Linked DNA regions of Mus musculus: regions 1, 3, 4 and 5 are each linked to region 2. Evidence: chromatin contacts called from public promoter capture Hi-C and targeted proximity ligation data. All regions are on one chromosome and are shown on one strand. The core of a region is the stretch at or near the end of the contact, and the rest is flanking DNA. Distances in the headings are between cores, read along the strand shown.

Evidence for each region. Promoter capture Hi-C pulls out the DNA fragments that hold promoters and counts their contacts.
Region 1: a promoter capture Hi-C map of neutrophils shows a contact between it and region 2, with 2.3 times the contacts expected there. A contact is called at or near these places in 2 of 39 promoter capture datasets (liver and neutrophils) and 1 of 130 datasets of targeted methods (bone marrow-derived macrophages).
Region 3: a contact with region 2 is called in a targeted proximity ligation map of pancreatic cancer cells. A contact is called at or near these places in 9 of 39 promoter capture datasets (the C10 cell line, the SN4741 cell line, cranial neural crest and 6 more), 1 of 484 Hi-C or Micro-C datasets (pre-B cells), 3 of 130 datasets of targeted methods (embryonic stem cells, memory CD8 T cells and pancreatic cancer cells) and 3 of 9 other capture datasets (adipose tissue, liver and pancreatic islet).
Region 4: a contact with region 2 is called in a promoter capture Hi-C map of embryonic stem cells, with 2.7 times the contacts expected there. A contact is called at or near these places in 13 of 39 promoter capture datasets (the 3T3-L1 cell line, the HPC-7 cell line, cranial neural crest and 9 more), 3 of 130 datasets of targeted methods (astrocytes, craniofacial prominence and embryonic limb bud) and 1 of 9 other capture datasets (liver).
Region 5: a promoter capture Hi-C map of pre-B cells shows a contact between it and region 2, with 2.1 times the contacts expected there. A contact is called at or near these places in 3 of 39 promoter capture datasets (frontonasal cranial neural crest, liver and pre-B cells) and 1 of 130 datasets of targeted methods (bone marrow-derived macrophages).

What each region holds. Positions count from the first base shown.
Region 1 is chr19:6,163,031-6,165,923 of GRCm38.p6, forward strand. Batf2 (basic leucine zipper transcription factor, ATF-like 2) reads left to right here and starts at 1,409. Exons shown (of 3, transcript NM_028967.2): 1 at 1,409-1,523. The coding sequence starts at 1,485.
Region 2 is chr19:5,892,697-5,895,857 of GRCm38.p6, forward strand. It overlaps Tigd3 (tigger transposable element derived 3), which reads right to left and starts at 1,432. Exons shown (of 2, transcript NM_001362045.1): 1 at 1,274-1,432; 2 at 1-421. The coding sequence starts at 404.
Region 3 is chr19:6,240,098-6,243,268 of GRCm38.p6, forward strand. Atg2a (autophagy related 2A) reads left to right here and starts at 1,571. Exons shown (of 40, transcript NM_194348.3): 1 at 1,571-1,869. The coding sequence starts at 1,699.
Region 4 is chr19:6,339,524-6,342,497 of GRCm38.p6, forward strand. It overlaps Map4k2 (mitogen-activated protein kinase kinase kinase kinase 2), which reads left to right and starts at 1,637. Exons shown (of 32, transcript NM_009006.3): 1 at 1,637-1,822; 2 at 1,936-1,993; 3 at 2,221-2,311; 4 at 2,380-2,444; 5 at 2,732-2,787. The coding sequence starts at 1,727. Men1 (multiple endocrine neoplasia 1) reads left to right here. Exons shown (of 10, transcript NM_001168489.1): 10 at 164-1,371. The coding sequence ends at 649.
Region 5 is chr19:5,432,277-5,435,446 of GRCm38.p6, forward strand. No RefSeq gene overlaps it. Among named protein-coding and RNA genes, the nearest start is that of AI837181, 8.7 kb to the left of the region's middle.

The sequences.
Region 1 (2,893 bases), core at 159-2,658, 270 kb after region 2:
AATTTGGTGGGCAGAGCACCAGGGCTCATCTCTTAAGGCTCAAGCTGGCTTCAGGACCAGTTCTAGAGATGGCAAAAGATTCCTGTGTTGCATAACTCTGGTCATTACAGACATCACGACATGGCAGACACTACTAATCAATTGCAGTCTTTTTATTTTTATTTACTTTACTTATTTATTAAGAGACACCGTCTCTTCTAACCCAGGCTAGACCCCAATTCTGTGTAGCCATAAACTGCCTTGTCCTTCTGGTCCTCTTGCCTCCATTTCCCAAGGATTATAGGCATCTGCCACTGTGCCCAGATTTAGCACTTTTTGTTTTTTAAATATAAACTTGGACATAAAGATTCCTTTAAAAGTTTTATTTTGTGGGCTTGAGAGATGACTCAGCGATTAAGAGCACTGGCTATTCTTCCAGAAGATCCAGGTTCAGTTTCTAGCGCCTACATTTTTGCTTATAAATATCTGAAACTCTAGTTCCAGGGGCTCCAGTGCCCTCTTTTGGCCTCTGAGGACACGGGGCATATATGTAGGGCAGAGACATACATGCAAGCAAAACACTGGTATGCATAAATTAAATTTAAAAAGTTTAAATTCTTCATCATCAGTGGGACAGGGTCTCATCATTTAGCCCTGGTTGTCCTGTAACTTACTCTGTAGACCAGGCTGGCCTTTAACTCAGATACCTGCTGGGCTCTGCCTCTGAGTCCTGAGATTTGGAGGTTCGTGCAGTCACGAGCACTATCACGCCAGCTCTGATTGTTGATTTTTTGCATGAGTCCAACATCGGTCTCAGAGAGTTTGGAGTGGTCGTGTTGTCACAGTTCTTTTGTTATGCCTGGGAACTTTTATATTTTGAGAATTTTTAGTTCTTACTATGTAGCCCAGGTTGGCTTCAAACTCATGAATGATTCTCCTGCCTCTGCTTCTCCAGTGCAAGTACCACACCAGGCACACCCAGCCGCAGGCCTGGAAATTTGCTCCACCCTACCCATACCCTTCATAGATAAGGAAACCAAAGTTCAGAGAAGGTGAATCACCTTCTCAAAGCTGCACAGCTCCAGTGTGGACTGTGAACCTGGACTTTCTCAGAGACTATGGGGGCTCCTTCACGCACCCCACCCCAACCCCGCTTTTCCTCTAGGTTCTGTCCCTGGCATCCTGCCAGCCCTCTCCAGGATACGGTCTTGTTAACTGCTCCCATCTACCCTCCACCATCCTTCTTCTAGAGAAGGGGCCTAACCGGAAGGCTGCTCTTGTTAGGAAGTTCCACCCACGTGAGTGAGCGTGAGCGAGCAAGAGCCAGGGATTCTGGGCAGCCCATGGTTTTAGGAGAAACTGAAACTGGGTGTGCTAGGGGCGGAGTGGCCACTGGGGATTTAAAGAGCCACCACTTCCTTGGGCCTCCATAGGTCACTGGGAGGGGACAGCTGCTGAGGGGACATCCAGGACCAGACTGAACCTCTTTTCCCCTTGCCTAAGCCATGCAACTCTGTGGGAGTAGCGAGCTGCTGACTGAGACAGTGAGTACAGGGGACTAGGAAAGAAACGCTATGGAGAGAGACAAGGAAGGCTGCAGTAAGGTCACCATGATCTGTGTGACCTGGGAACTGGGCTGCACACTCCCATCTCACGGTTTAGTTCCTCCTGGGCACTGGAATGACTTCCTGGCGCTCACACTGCAGACCAGTCTCCAGCTTTGAACTTGGACCCTGCATGCGTGCGTACTGCTTCCTCGCAATCCATTTGCTCTCACCTTGCAGCGTTTCCCAGATCCTTCCCTTCTCTCTCTAGTCTCCCAAATCACAGCTGCCTTCTTTCCTCGCTGACTCTGTCTTTCTCCAGCCTCTATTCTGGTCTGAAGTTTGCCCTGAGGAGGATATAGCCACAATCCAAGGGACATGCAGAGTCCTCAGCCAGAGTGGCTGGAGTCTTGCCTGAGGTGGAGTGACAGAGACAGGGTCCCGCTCTAGGCATTTGACTTCAAGTTCCATTTAAGTTTTGTGGTCCCCGGGGTTGGAGGGCTCAGAGCTCTCAGGAGCAGTCCTCTCTGCCCAATGGAATCTCCATCAGTTCTAGGCAGCCGCCCCACTGCCCTGTGAGTGAGCATGGAGTCTTGTAGATCTCTTCTGTGCCAGGTAGGTGACATTCCTGCTTTGAGGAAAGATCTCGTGTATCCCAGGCTGGCTTCAAACTCACTATGTAGCCAAGTCTGGCCTGAACTAATCCTTCCATTACATCTTGCCATTTTGCCTAATTTTATTTGTTTGTTTTGTCTCCTCTTCCTACTCCTCCTTTTTCTTCTTCTTTTTCCCACTTCTGTGCCCTTCTAGTTTTGTGCCTGGTGCATAGTAGATGTTTAATAAATGTTTGTTGAAGGGATGGGGAGATAGCATAGTCAGTGAAGTACTTGTCTCGGAAGCCTAAAGACCTGAGCTTGGTCCCTAGCATCCATAAAGCACCTGGTTAGGTGGCAAGCACCTGTAAGCCCAGCCCTGGGAGAGGGGCGCTTGCTGACCAGGCAGCCCAGTCTTACTGGTGAGTCCCAGACCAGTGAGAGACTATATCTCACAAACAAACAACAAACAAACAAACAAACTAGGTGGGGGCCAGTTAGGAATGCTCACTGCTCTTGGAGAGGACCCGAGATTGGTTCCCAACACCTTCACGGGGCAGCTCACAACCAAATCACCTGTAACTCCAGCTCCAGGGGACTTAACACCTGCTTCTGGTTTCCAAGGGTACAGACACTCACATGCATACACAGGTCACCACATATACACACAACTTAAATTAAAAGAAGGCAGATGGCTTCTGAACATGAATGATACTTAAGGCTGTCCTCCTACAGTGTACACACACACACACACACACACACACACACACACACACA
Region 2 (3,161 bases), core at 182-2,681:
AAGCCCACATTGTTTCGACGTTTCCAGCGGACCAGCCAGCCAATGCTAGGCACGAAATCCTGGCCCATGATATCGGCCAGTTCCTTGGCCTTGTGGAGCAACATGGGCCCCGTTACATCCCAGGCCTTGGCTCGGGCAATGTGGTACCAGCACAGTAGAGCCTCATCGATCCCACTGTATTTGGATTCACGCTTCCGCTTCCGCTCGTGGTTGGCTGTGCCACTGCACCAGTCTGCCAACAGCTTCTCCTTATTCTTGCAGATCCGTGAGATCTGGGGCTGTGAGACCTGGAAGCGCCGGGCCACCTCTGACTGGGACATCTTAGACTCATCCAAGAGTTCCAGCACCTGGATCTTCTCAGCCAGGGACAGGGCGTGAAGCTTCTTCTTGGTGTTCAGCTCCATGACTCCCTGGGAAGCTGCTGGGGGAAGAAAAGTAGGAGAGCGTGCCAATGGCTGAGAGCAAGAAGAACAGAAGAGGTCGGGACCCCTGAAGCCAGAGCAATTCTCTGGAATGCAGAAAGCTGGAGGAGACCAGGCCAGCTGAAAGAGACATGAGATGGCCAGGCTGTGGGAGGAGAGGGCTAGACCCAGAAGAGAGCTGGCAGAGTCGAGTGTTTCTGGTCCGAAGTGGAGAGAATTCTGGGCTGGGGTTTGGTATTGATGGGGTGGAAGGATGAATAGAGGCTAAAGCACAGCTGTAAAGACAACCAGGAGACAGCTGCAGGGACAACAAAGGAGCAAAAACAAGGAGAGGCCTGGGGCTGAGGCTGAGCGGGGCAGGTGTAGGGGACATTCAGGGTGCCAGGGAGGAGTCCCCTGAGAGGAGATGAGGAGGAGGAGGACCTAGGTTGAATTTTGATGGCTGAAGGCAGGTGGTAGACTGAACGGACAGAGTCGAGATGAACAGGTGAGATGGTACAGATGACAAAGCCAGATGGATGGTGTCTGAAGGCGCTAGTACAATTCGGCGCTGGCAAGGCGGGGTGGTAAAGCTACCCAACGGTTCAACCAGGAGAGTGAAGATGCCAAGACGACAAAGGGAGACAGGGTGAGGAGGATGAGGGCAAAAGGGAAGAAGTGTCCTCTGCCCAGTGATAGCCTGGAGTGATATCAGAGAGAAGGGAGCACCGGCCAGGAAGCAGGCGGCTCGAGCGCTGGGCTCTGCGCCCTGGTTCGCTGAGTTGACCCCTCGTCAGTCGGCTGGACGGACACAGGCGTCGACCCCAGCCCGCCCGCCCACCCGGCTACAGGGCCTCCCGCTCCGCACCCACCTCCAGGCGCCGTCCCGCGCCTCCAGTCCCTGCCCCAGCCAGGTTCCTGGGCCTCAGCAGAACCAGAGAGTGACGGGCGCCGCGACCCGAGGACAGAGCGCGCCGAGAGGCTGCTCTGGAGCGGGCGCGCGCAGAGCGCGCACAGCCCTCACCCGGGTCTCTCAAGGCTGGGAAAACCTCGTCGCGGCCCCTCCGCAGCCCCGCCCTAACAAACTGATTAGCCATCAGCGGCAACTTGTCCCGCCTCCAGTTACATCTGATTGGATGCTGTGGAAGTGGCGGTTTGTCAGCCCTCCGGAGGAGGAGCTTCCTGAGTGGAGGGGTCTGGCGGGAAGAACCGGCCTTAGTGCCTATCACTTGTCGACCAGCCGGCGTGCCTTGACAGCCACCCAGGTGATTTCGACCCCATCCCTACGTGGTACCTAACTGGGATACCGGCCCTCCAGGATTTGTTTTGGAAACAAGATGAAAGGAGAAAATGAATGAATGTAAGCTTTTAGTCACAAAAGAGTTACCATGGACAGCGCTGGCCTCTGGTCTTGCCAACGGCCTACAAAATACACCGGTGGCAAGAAAGGACATTTTTTTTTTTAACCAGTTTTGGTGGGTCACGGCAAGATCTAAATTCCTGTTAGTCACTTCCCTCCTTTGTAACTAGGTGTAGATAACTTAGCCCTCCCTGCCCCTAAACAGCCAGGACCCCACTTTTTCATAGGTTTTGAGCCTATCCATTTACCACTGGATGCTGTCAGTCTCTCCAAGTGTCGTCTCCTGCGAACCAAATATTTTCTCTTAAATCTATTTTAGTGGTCTCATCTGCACATTTCTTTTTTGGCCCTCAAGACTACTCAGTTGCTAAGGATTAGTGCCTGACTCCCTGTACTCCTGGCCTACATAGCAGAACAGGCAGTGCATAGTCCAGACAACTCTGTGCAGTAGCAGGCCAGGGCTCAGCTTTCTCTGGCAACAGTGACCTCAGGGTGCTCTAGGAAAATCTGAGCACACTTCAGTCGATATATAAGTATTTAGCTAGAGAGGTTTGGGAGGGGTTCCCTTCCTTGTTGAGGCAGGGCTTTGCTGTGTAGCATACTCCCAGTTGGATGTTAAGCTTCCTGCAGATTCTGTCTCTGACTTCCATGTCCCTCTAAGAGTGCTGGAATAAGGGCTGGTGAGATGGCTCAGCGGGTAAGAGCACCCGACTGCTCTTCTGAAGGTCCTGAGTACAAGTCCCAGCAACCACATGGTGGCTCACAACCATCCTTAAGGAGATCTGACTGGTGTGTCTGAAGATAGCTGCAGTGTACTTACATATAATAAATAAATTTAAAAAAAAGAGTGCTGGAATAACACACATCATCCAGCTCCTTATCTGGGATGCAGGGACAAAATTCAGGTGGTCAGGTTCACAGTCAAAGTGCTTGTCTTGGACAGGGGTACGATGCCAATAAATAAATGAATGGGGAAAAAAGAGAGAAGAGAAGAGAAGAGAAGAGAAGAGAAGAGAAGAGAAGAGAAGAGAAGGGAAAAGTGCTTTAACTAGCTGAGCCATCTCCCAGTTGTTTAGAATCTCAAAGTGGGGCTGGTGACATAGTTTAGCAGTTTAAACAGGAGACCAGAGTTCAGGAGCTGAAGAGATGGTGAAGAGCACTGTCTGCTCTTCTAAAGGTCTTGGATTGTATTCCCAGCCCCTCAAAACCACCTTTAACTCCAGCTCCAGGCTATCTTGGATACTTGGTACACAGACTTATATGCAGGCAAAATATTTCTTCAAAACAAAACAAAACCCACAAAGACCAATGTTCAGTGACTCAAAACTGCTTGTAATTTCAGCTCTAGGGGATCTGATACCCTCTCATCCTGCCTCTGCACTAACATGCATATACTCAAA
Region 3 (3,171 bases), core at 321-2,820, 350 kb after region 2:
GTCCAGAGCAGGGAGAGAGGGGAGCAGGGGTGCAGAGAAAGCAAAGAGGGCAAAGAAATGAACCTCCAGGGCTGGAGAGGTTAGGGGACAGGGTCTGCCAGCCAGGATGACTCTGTACCATGTACTTATGAGTAGGGACTCAGGTAGCCCAAGAGGTTAGCATGGACCTTGATAGATATACATTAGGCACCAAAGACTCTCATTGATGTGAGTCATAGTCCCTTTTGCCAGAGATAAGCAGAATGGCTCCTCTTAGCAAGTAGGAACTATCATCCCCCACTCCACCCCACCCCACCCTGCAGGACCGGGTTTCTCTGTGTAACCTTGGCTGTTCTGGAACTCCCTCTGTAGACTAGGCTAGCCTGGAATTCAAAGACTGGCTTGGTGTATGTCCCTGAGGGAATCCTCACTTTTGTCTAAATGTCTGAATTTGGGAAAAGGAATTTCTTGGGGACCTGACAGAATTTTTAAAAAGAGAGAAATGGGTGTGTGTGTGTGTGTGCCTTCAATCCCAGATTTTAGAAGCACAGGCAGATGCATCTCTGATTTCAAGGATAGCCTGGTCTACAGAGCGTTCCAGGACAGCCAGGCTACACAGAGAAACTTTGTCTCGGAAAAAACAAAAAACAAAAAAAGGAAAGAACAAGGAAGAAGAAAGAAAAAAAAAAGTGGAAACAAATAGTGCCTTTTTAGGGAGTTGTTAACAATAATGGATAAGATAAGCGGCTAGGAGGAGTGGGGAGAGGGGTTTTGTGGAGGCAAACTGGGAGGAATAACATTTGAAATGTAAATAGATGCCTGGCAGTGGTGGTGCACGCCTTTAACGCCAGCACTTGGGAGGCAGAGGCAGGCTTTAGAGGCCAGCCTGGTCTACAGAGTGAGTTCTAGGACAGCCAGGGATACACAGAGAAACCCTGTCTCGAAAAACATACAAACAGAAATGTAAATAGATAAAATAACAAATAAGCAAATGAAAAAAGATAAAGGACTAAAGCAAGTTTCATAGGGCTGGGCGTGATGATGTATGCACGCCTTAAATTCCATCATAGAGAGGCAGAGGCAGGAGGATCCTATGAGTTCAAGGCCAGCCTGGACTACAGTGTGAGTTTCAGAACCGCCAAATACAGAAAAGCTTGTCTCCAAAAAAAAAAAAAAAAAAGTTTTATAAAAGTGCAAATGTGCATTTGTTGCCAAAAGATAGACTGCAAAATTCGCACTGACTTTACTCCTCTGATAAGCTTGTCTACAAATTGGGTGAGTCACTGTTCCTTTAAATTCTTCCCAATCACCTAAAAAAAAAAAAAAAAAGTTGGACAAATCGGCACATGCGCACTCTTCCTGGCCCGGACTGTCGCCCTACGGTTGCAGCCTTTCCGCAGCTTGAAGCAAGGAGGTTAAAGGTCCTCCCACTCAGAATTTACGCGCAAGCGTAAACTACGATTGGGAGCATTTCATCTCGCAAAGAGCCCAGTCCCTTTTTCGCTCTTCAAGGCTCCGCCTCCCGCGGCCAATCAGTGGGCCTCGCCCTTCGCAATGACCAATGGCAGCGAGCGTGGGGGCGTGGTTGGGCGTCCGGGGGCGCGGCCTGGCGCTGAGAGAAGCGGCGGGGCGAACCGGGGGCTCTAGTGAACAGCACAGCCGGACCGAGATCGCCGGCTGTCGGCCAGCGGAAGCGGCTCGGGCCCGGCGGTCCCCGAGATGTCACGATGGCTGTGGCCATGGTCGAACTGTGTGAAAGAGCGTGTCTGCCGCTACTTGCTACAGCACTACTTGGGTCACTTCTTTCAGGAGCACCTCAGCCTGGACCAGCTCAGCCTGGATCTGTACAAGGGCAGCGTTGCCCTGCGGGATATTCACCTGGAAACCTGGGTGAGGAGGCAGGGCAGAGGTGGGATGGTGTGGAGAGAGGGAGCACGGGCCAGCGAAGGGTCCTCGCGGAAGGTTTGGGCTGGAGGACAGGCACCGTGTTTGGAGAGGCCAGTGGGTCTCGACCGCCTCCGCCAGGCCCCCTGGCTGGCCCGTCACCACTTAACCAGAAGCTAGGAGAGAAGTCTCTGTCTTCACCTCTCTAGGAGAGACAGACTAGGAAGTGAGGTGTTACTTTAAAAAAAAAAATGTCACCATCATCATACGGAGTTTGGGAGAGCTGCTTGGGGAAGGGGATTCCCGGGAGCTAGGGGAGCAGAGAGATGTTGTGGGGAGCCAGGCAGTAACAAGAGCTGGAACTAGGGTAGTCAGGGAGGCTTTGGGGGTGTTAAGAGCCCTGCCAGGGGCACCTGTAGAAAGATGTGTCCTGACCTCCTCACCCCATGATCCTGGGCATAAGGGGTGGAGATCGCCCCCGGATGTGGATGTCAACAACAGCGTCACTGCCTTCTGTGTTGATCCACACCTCGTGTGACTGTTGCTGCTCTCTACTTCCTGCTTTTGGGAGAGTGGGAGGGGCCTAGCTTGGGTTTAGGGAAGGACTTGGTCTCTGGCATCTCTACCTGGAGGGCAGCCCTCCAGGAGAGGTGTAGAGGTTTAGCTTCAGGCTAGCTGGGGTGGGGGATGGGAGGAGAAGCTGGGCCTGATGCTCAGGAGGTCTGAGGCCTAGGGTATGGAGTTGAGCAGGAGGCTGGGGGTGGCAGGTGAGGGGCATTGACTCACAGCTGATGGCTGGGAGTAGCCAAGGAGCCACCAATTAGAGGCTCCAGCTAAGGGCTGGTATGGGGTCATCCTAGCTCCAAGAGCAGTAGAATGGGCATGTGGCAGGGCTGGCCTCTTTCTCTTTTCTAGCTGGCCTATGGGTCTGCAGCTTCACTTAGAAAGAGCTAGAGGTGAGCCATGCCTTTGGGAACAAATATGGGTTGAAGAGATGGTGGCATCTTCTAATGGCCTGGTATAAGAGGTGTCTGACCTTCGCCTCTTAAACCGCTCAGAAAAATATCCAACATCTGGGTGTTCCCTTTTTTTTTTTTTTTGCTTTCAGCCAGAATGCCTTCTCAGTCCACTCTCTTGTTTCTTTTTTTTTTGGGAGGGGGGGCTGTCCAGGGCCCTGGCTGTTTTCTAGCCTCTCCCAGACAGCCCAGGCACCTCACTTAAGCCCACCCCTCTCTGCTCTTCACCCTACAACCCTACCTTGAAGGCATTCCAAGCAACTACATGGTCCAAGGACCAAGTTGAGCCCTT
Region 4 (2,974 bases), core at 387-2,886, 450 kb after region 2:
GCATGGGAACTACAGGTGGTGACAGTAGTTGTAGGGGAGTGAGGTTACATTGCATGTGTATGAGTACAGATGAGAGGACACTGCTAGAGGGGTGGCCAGGAGCTGAGCCTAGAGGTCCCACGGATGATCCTCAGCCTTTCACTTGGCTTGCGCTTTTGCTCAGGTGCGGCAGAAGGTGCACATAGTTAGCCGGGAAGCAGAGGCGGCCGAGGCTGAAGAACCATGGGGGGATGAAGCCCGAGAAGGCCGTCGGCGTGGTCCCCGAAGAGAGTCCAAGCCTGAGGAGCCACCACCACCCAAGAAGCCTGCATTGGACAAGGGCCCGGGCTCAGGACAAAGTGCAGGGTCGGGACCACCTAGGAAAACGTCAGGGACTGTCCCAGGTACTACCCGCGGTGGCCAGGAAGTCGGCAATGCTGCTCAGGCTCCAGCACCTGCAGCATCGCCACCCCCAGAGGGCCCAGTGCTCACTTTCCAGAGTGAGAAGATGAAAGGCATGAAGGAGCTACTGGTGGCCACCAAGATCAACTCGAGCGCCATCAAGCTGCAACTCACGGCACAGTCGCAAGTGCAGATGAAGAAACAGAAAGTGTCCACACCCAGCGACTACACACTCTCTTTCCTAAAGCGGCAGCGCAAGGGCCTCTGAACTCTGATTCTGTGGCAAGGCCCCAGGCCTGCCCTCACTCCCAGCAGGCTTCACCCTCATCCTCTAATTCAAGCCTAGACTCCGCCCTCAGTCCTAGGGGACCCAGAGCTGTCCTGCAGTGACTAGGAGCCTTCATTTAGCCCCTCTTCAGGCCCCAGAGCCCTGGCTCAGTTCTTAGAATGTAGGTGTCATCCCCACCAGCCGGCCAATTGGAACCTCATTGTAGGTCCAATCCCCCGAAATTCAGTGGACCATGACAGGAGCCCAAGTCACGCCTGAACAGTAGGGCATTCCTCCCACTTGGGGGCTAGATTGACCTTAGCCCCAGAGCACAGTTGCTACCTGGAAACCAAGGACCATTCAGTCCCTAGGGGTAGATTTCCGCACTTTATATAGAGTTCCATCCTTTGGGAATCCAAATCCCTTACCCCAAAGAACTTACATATTGCTGCCCGAATTTGGAAATCTTCCTCGTCTCCCTAGCCCCTGAGTACAGGACATGAAGCTCCGACTCTTATCTGTGAATACTGAGCCTCGCCCCCTTCCTGACCAAACTGGCGCAAGAACAGAGCAGGACCTCTTCCAGCCCTCTGGGAACCTCCCTGAGGTCCCAGGAGGAAATCTGCACGGGGTGGGGGAGGGCCAGCCTCTTCCTGTTTTGTACATAGATTTATTTTTCAGTTCCAAGAAAGATAAATGCATTTTGTTAAGAAAAAAGAGAGATGTATGTATGTGTTTCATCTGAGAAATCGGGGATGGGGCGGGAGTGGATATCTGCTTTTGCTGTTTTAGGATTTTGAACTTTATGCTCTGCACCTGTAGCGCGGCGAGAATTGGGAGGGGTACCTAAGCTCCGCCCCTGCTTCTGGGACTTCCCCGCGCAACCAGGGCGCCTCCTCTCGGCCAGGCGGGCGGCGGGGCAGCCCCGGGCTGGCCCCGCCCCGGGCTGGCCCCGCCCCTACGGCCTCCGAGTCTCGGCGCTGCCCCTGCCTGCCCGCTCGCTTCGCCCCGCCCCACCCCGCGCCGCTCCGCGCCGGCTCCGCAGCTTGCGCCCGCCGGCGGGTCCGGCGCCGGGCCATGGCGCTGTTGCGGGACGTGTCGCTGCAGGATCCGCGGGACCGCTTCGAGCTGCTACAGCGTGTGGGGGCCGGGACCTATGGCGACGTTTACAAGGTGCGCTGAGCGGGGCTGCGGGACGGGCGGGAGCGCAGGAGGAGGGTGCATCTTCACGTCCCGCCGCGGGAACCCCGGCCCCGCCCCCTCCTCACCCCGCTTCTCGCCCCTAGGCCCGTGACACCGTCACGTCCGAACTGGCCGCGGTGAAGATCGTCAAGCTAGACCCAGGTGTGGGCCCGGGTGGGGCCTCTGTGCTCCTGGGAGGCGGGCGGGTGAGCTGGCGGGGGCAGAGAGTTAACATTTTCTAGACCCCCCCGTGAAGCCGACCCCAGGAGAAACTAAGGTTTGGCACCTGCTCGGCAAGGAGAGAAATACTCTATGCTCATTTTGCACATAGGGACAGAGTCTAGGCTATTCGTTCCCCCCCCCCCCCCATAATGCCTTGTGCTCCCCAGGGGACGACATCAGCTCTCTTCAGCAGGAAATCACCATCCTTCGTGAATGCCGCCACCCCAATGTCGTGGCCTACATCGGCAGCTACCTCAGGTGAGGTTGTTTATCCTCTTACCCTCTTGTGCCTTGCATTGTGCCACCCCAGCTCTCTGTCTCCCCAGGAATGACCGATTGTGGATCTGTATGGAGTTCTGTGGAGGAGGGTCACTGCAGGAGATTTACCACGGTGAGATCCAGACTCCATGGACATGGCCTTTCCCGATCCCAACATAGGGGTAGGAAGGCATCCTTCTGGCTGCACTTGGACTCCTCTTAGCTTCTGACTGGCTGTGTGACCTTGAGAGAAATACTATCCTCCTCTGGGCTCAGTTTCCCAGCCTGAGTCTGGAAGAAATTTGGCTAACATCACTTTGCTGTAGTGGTGCCTGCTGCTCCCCACTCTGCAGGGTGGGTAGGGAGGGTCAGCATATCCCTCAGGCTCTTTCTCTTCAGCCCCCATTCTGTATGTTTCAGCCACTGGGCCCCTGGAAGAACGGCAGATTGCCTATGTTTGCCGGGAGGCACTGAAGGTATGGGGCTCATAGGCAGCACCCATTTTGGAATCCTCAGGAGTGTGGGCCCAACACATCTGGCCAGTGGGAGATTGGGACCTTGGGATGGGCTGACTCAGGGGGTGGAGGTCCTAGCAGGAGGGGGCCCCCCAGTTCTGTTGCCGGAAGCAGCCTATTTCCCTCTTGGCTCATTCACTTCCTGCTT
Region 5 (3,170 bases), core at 140-2,639, 460 kb before region 2:
GAGGGAAACTCCCCACTTCTGTGACGTACATGCCCTAGGCACTGAAGGGTAAAGCTAAGGGCACTAGTCTGAGAAACACTTCACCTGGTTTTTCTTTGGCCAGTGGCCTCCTAGGAGGGGATAGTATACCTGAGTTAGGCAGAAGGATGAGAGGGCAGGGAGCAGGTTTGTGGGGACAGCTTTTCAAGAAAGGAAACTAGAGATTGCAACTGGAATGAAGTCTGGACAGGACAGCTCAGGTATCCTTTCTTGTCTATTTTATGAACGAAACAAGCAAGGCTCATCGTAAGAGCAAACACTTATACAGGCCTGCTCTGCACAGGCAAACACTGGGTACCTTATATTCCTTAGCTCTCTCCACCCCACACAGCACTCCTTTTATTGATGAAAAATGAGATTAAAAGATGCTAAGATGGTCAAAGTGGAGTCAGGCACCCGAGAGGCTGAGGCAGAAAGGTTAGGAGTTCAAATTCAACTTCAGTTACACAGCAGTGTGAGGCCAGTCTAGGCCACATGATATCCTGTCTCAAAACAAACAAGAAAGTAAAAACTGGACAGAGCCAAGACTACAGATGCTCTAGTGGCCTGCCCAGCTCCTAAGGATGCCTCCTACATCAGGGCATCAGGGCATTCTGTCTCTGGTCCCCCAGCAATCCTAGCTCGCAGAGGCAGAAGCCTCTTTAAGATTAAGTCTGATTGGTTTCTACCATTGGGCCCAGCTATGCCTGTCAGGCACCCTGGAGGATAGCCAAGTCCCATACCAGGCCTCCTCTGCGGCTCCTGAAGGGAGAGAAAACTGGCTGCCACAATAAAATAAAATAAAATAAGTCAGCCAAACGTTCAGAGGCCAGGAGAGGGCAGTGAAGTTCCTGCCAGAACCTCTCCAGAGTTTTGACTTTTGACCAAACAAGCTTCCCTTTCCTGTGTTGACGCTCACCTCTTGCATCGTGTGCATATATGCACATAGACATAGCCCCCCCACACACACACACACACATGCCCAGAAACAGAGATACACACACACGTGCACACACACACACACACACACACACACACACACACACACACACAGACACACACAGACACGCCCAGAAATGTACACACACACAGGGAAAGTCTGGCTCAATTGCCCCAGATGGTCCTGGTCATCTCGGTCTGTAAGTACCCCAGGGGGCCTGACAGCTATGGCTTTTTGAGGTGGGGCAAGCAGCCCCTGCGCAGGCGCAGGCAAGCTTTGCCCCACTTGGCTCTCTTTCAGGCTCCATGACTCACTCCCTTGCCCCCCATGACTCAGTTTACACCAGTGCCTGGAGGTCCTCACAGCTCGGGTGGGGCGCTTTGTGGGTGCAGCCCAGGCCCGCCAGCCTTTCATCCCAGGATAAGCGTCTCATCCCACTCCTGGCCAGAGCAGGAGTTGGCACCGCTGCGATCAGCAGGGCAGGCTCCTGGGAGCCTGGGGACCGGAAGTGTTTATGGGGGAGGGGAGTCCTTGGTCTGGGCTTTTGAAAGAGCTGAAAAACTGCTAGACAAGCTCCAACCCTCCTGGGCTTGGGTTTAAATGGAACAGGACCCACTCAGTGGGTCAGGCTAATTGGACAGAGCCGTTGTGGACACACAGAAGAGGAAATGGGCTACATGGCACCAATCTTATCAGCAAGAGAGAACTCTAACATGTTTCTTGCATTTCTGGGAGTCTCCCTCCGAGCATTATCCATGATTTAACCTGTCTACTCCCCCAAGCAACCCAAAAAGCAGATACAAATGAAAGGACTGAGCCATAGACACCGAAGGAAGTTTGCACCGTGATAAAAGGAGGTTTTGCAAAGAGGGACTAAGCTAAGACATATACACTACCTTAAGGATGGTTGCCAAGGGGGTTTGTATATGCGTTTGCTCTTACAGTGAGCCTCTTAGTTATACACTGGGTAAGAAAGGATATCTGACACATCCTGGCCAGCCTCGCTGACACATCTAGCCAGCTACAGTCTCTTTTCCCTCTCTCGGGAACTGCTCCCACAGCCTGATGCCTCCCTAGCTACGTGGGTTGCAGTGGGACTGAGAGGCCCAGTGTTCACCTCCACCCTTAGATCTCCTGGGTCCAGGAACTCAGTGTGTGATGGGTGAAAAAGAAGGCAGATCTACCACTACACGACTCTATTCCCCAGCTATGAGACCCTTGCTTCTTTCCGCTTCTCCAGGTCATGTGGTTCTGCTCCATCCTCCTTCCACCTCTTCTTCCTCTGCCCTTCTTCCCTTACCATTCCTCCCCTCTCTAAAGCCTCCAGCCACACCTTTCCTTCCACTGCCCAATCACAGTCTTTAGCCTTTATTGACCAGTTAAAGGGCTGGAAGGATGATGGCTCAGTGCTTAAGAGAGCTGGCTGCTCTGCCCAGGGACCTGAGTTCAGTGCCTGGCACACATGTCAAACAGCTCACAGCCACCAGCTCCAGAGGACTCAGCACTGTCTTTCGGCCTCTGCAGAAACACACACACACACACACACAACACACACAACACACACACATAGTGGGGGCAGGGAAAGGGAGCAGAGACGGAGACAGAGACAGAGACAGAGACAAAGAGACAGATCTTCTAAGAGCCAGGAATGATAGATCATGTCTTTAATCCCAACATTCCAAAGGCAGAGGTCACCCTTGTCTTCAAGTTCCAGAATAGCCAGAGATACACAGAGAAACCCTATCTCAAAAAGAAAAGAAAAGAAAATTGTGGGTTGTATTCTGATATTAATTTTGCTTCCTCACAAGGAGCTGCCCCAAAGAGGAGTGGATCACATACTCAAGTGGTTTCATATGAACCTCCTCCCCATTTTAACTGGTCAATAAAGGCTAAAGACTGTGATTGGGCAGTGGAAGGAAAAGGTGGGGCTGGAGGCTTTAGAGAGGAGAGGAATGGTAAGGGAAGAAGGGCAGAGGAAGAAGAGGTGGAAGGAGGATGGAGCAGAACCACATGACCTGGAGAAGCTGAGCGAAGCAAGGGTCTCATAGCTGGGGAATAGAGTCGTGTAGTGGCAGATCTGCCCAATGTAGGCATATAGCTTATAAATATAACGACTTAGTTGTGTGGCTTTTGCACAGGGTCTGTAGTAGGCTAGCCCAGAACTCACTGTGTGGGCTTATTGGTGTTGGATTTTTATTGTAACAGGAAGAAG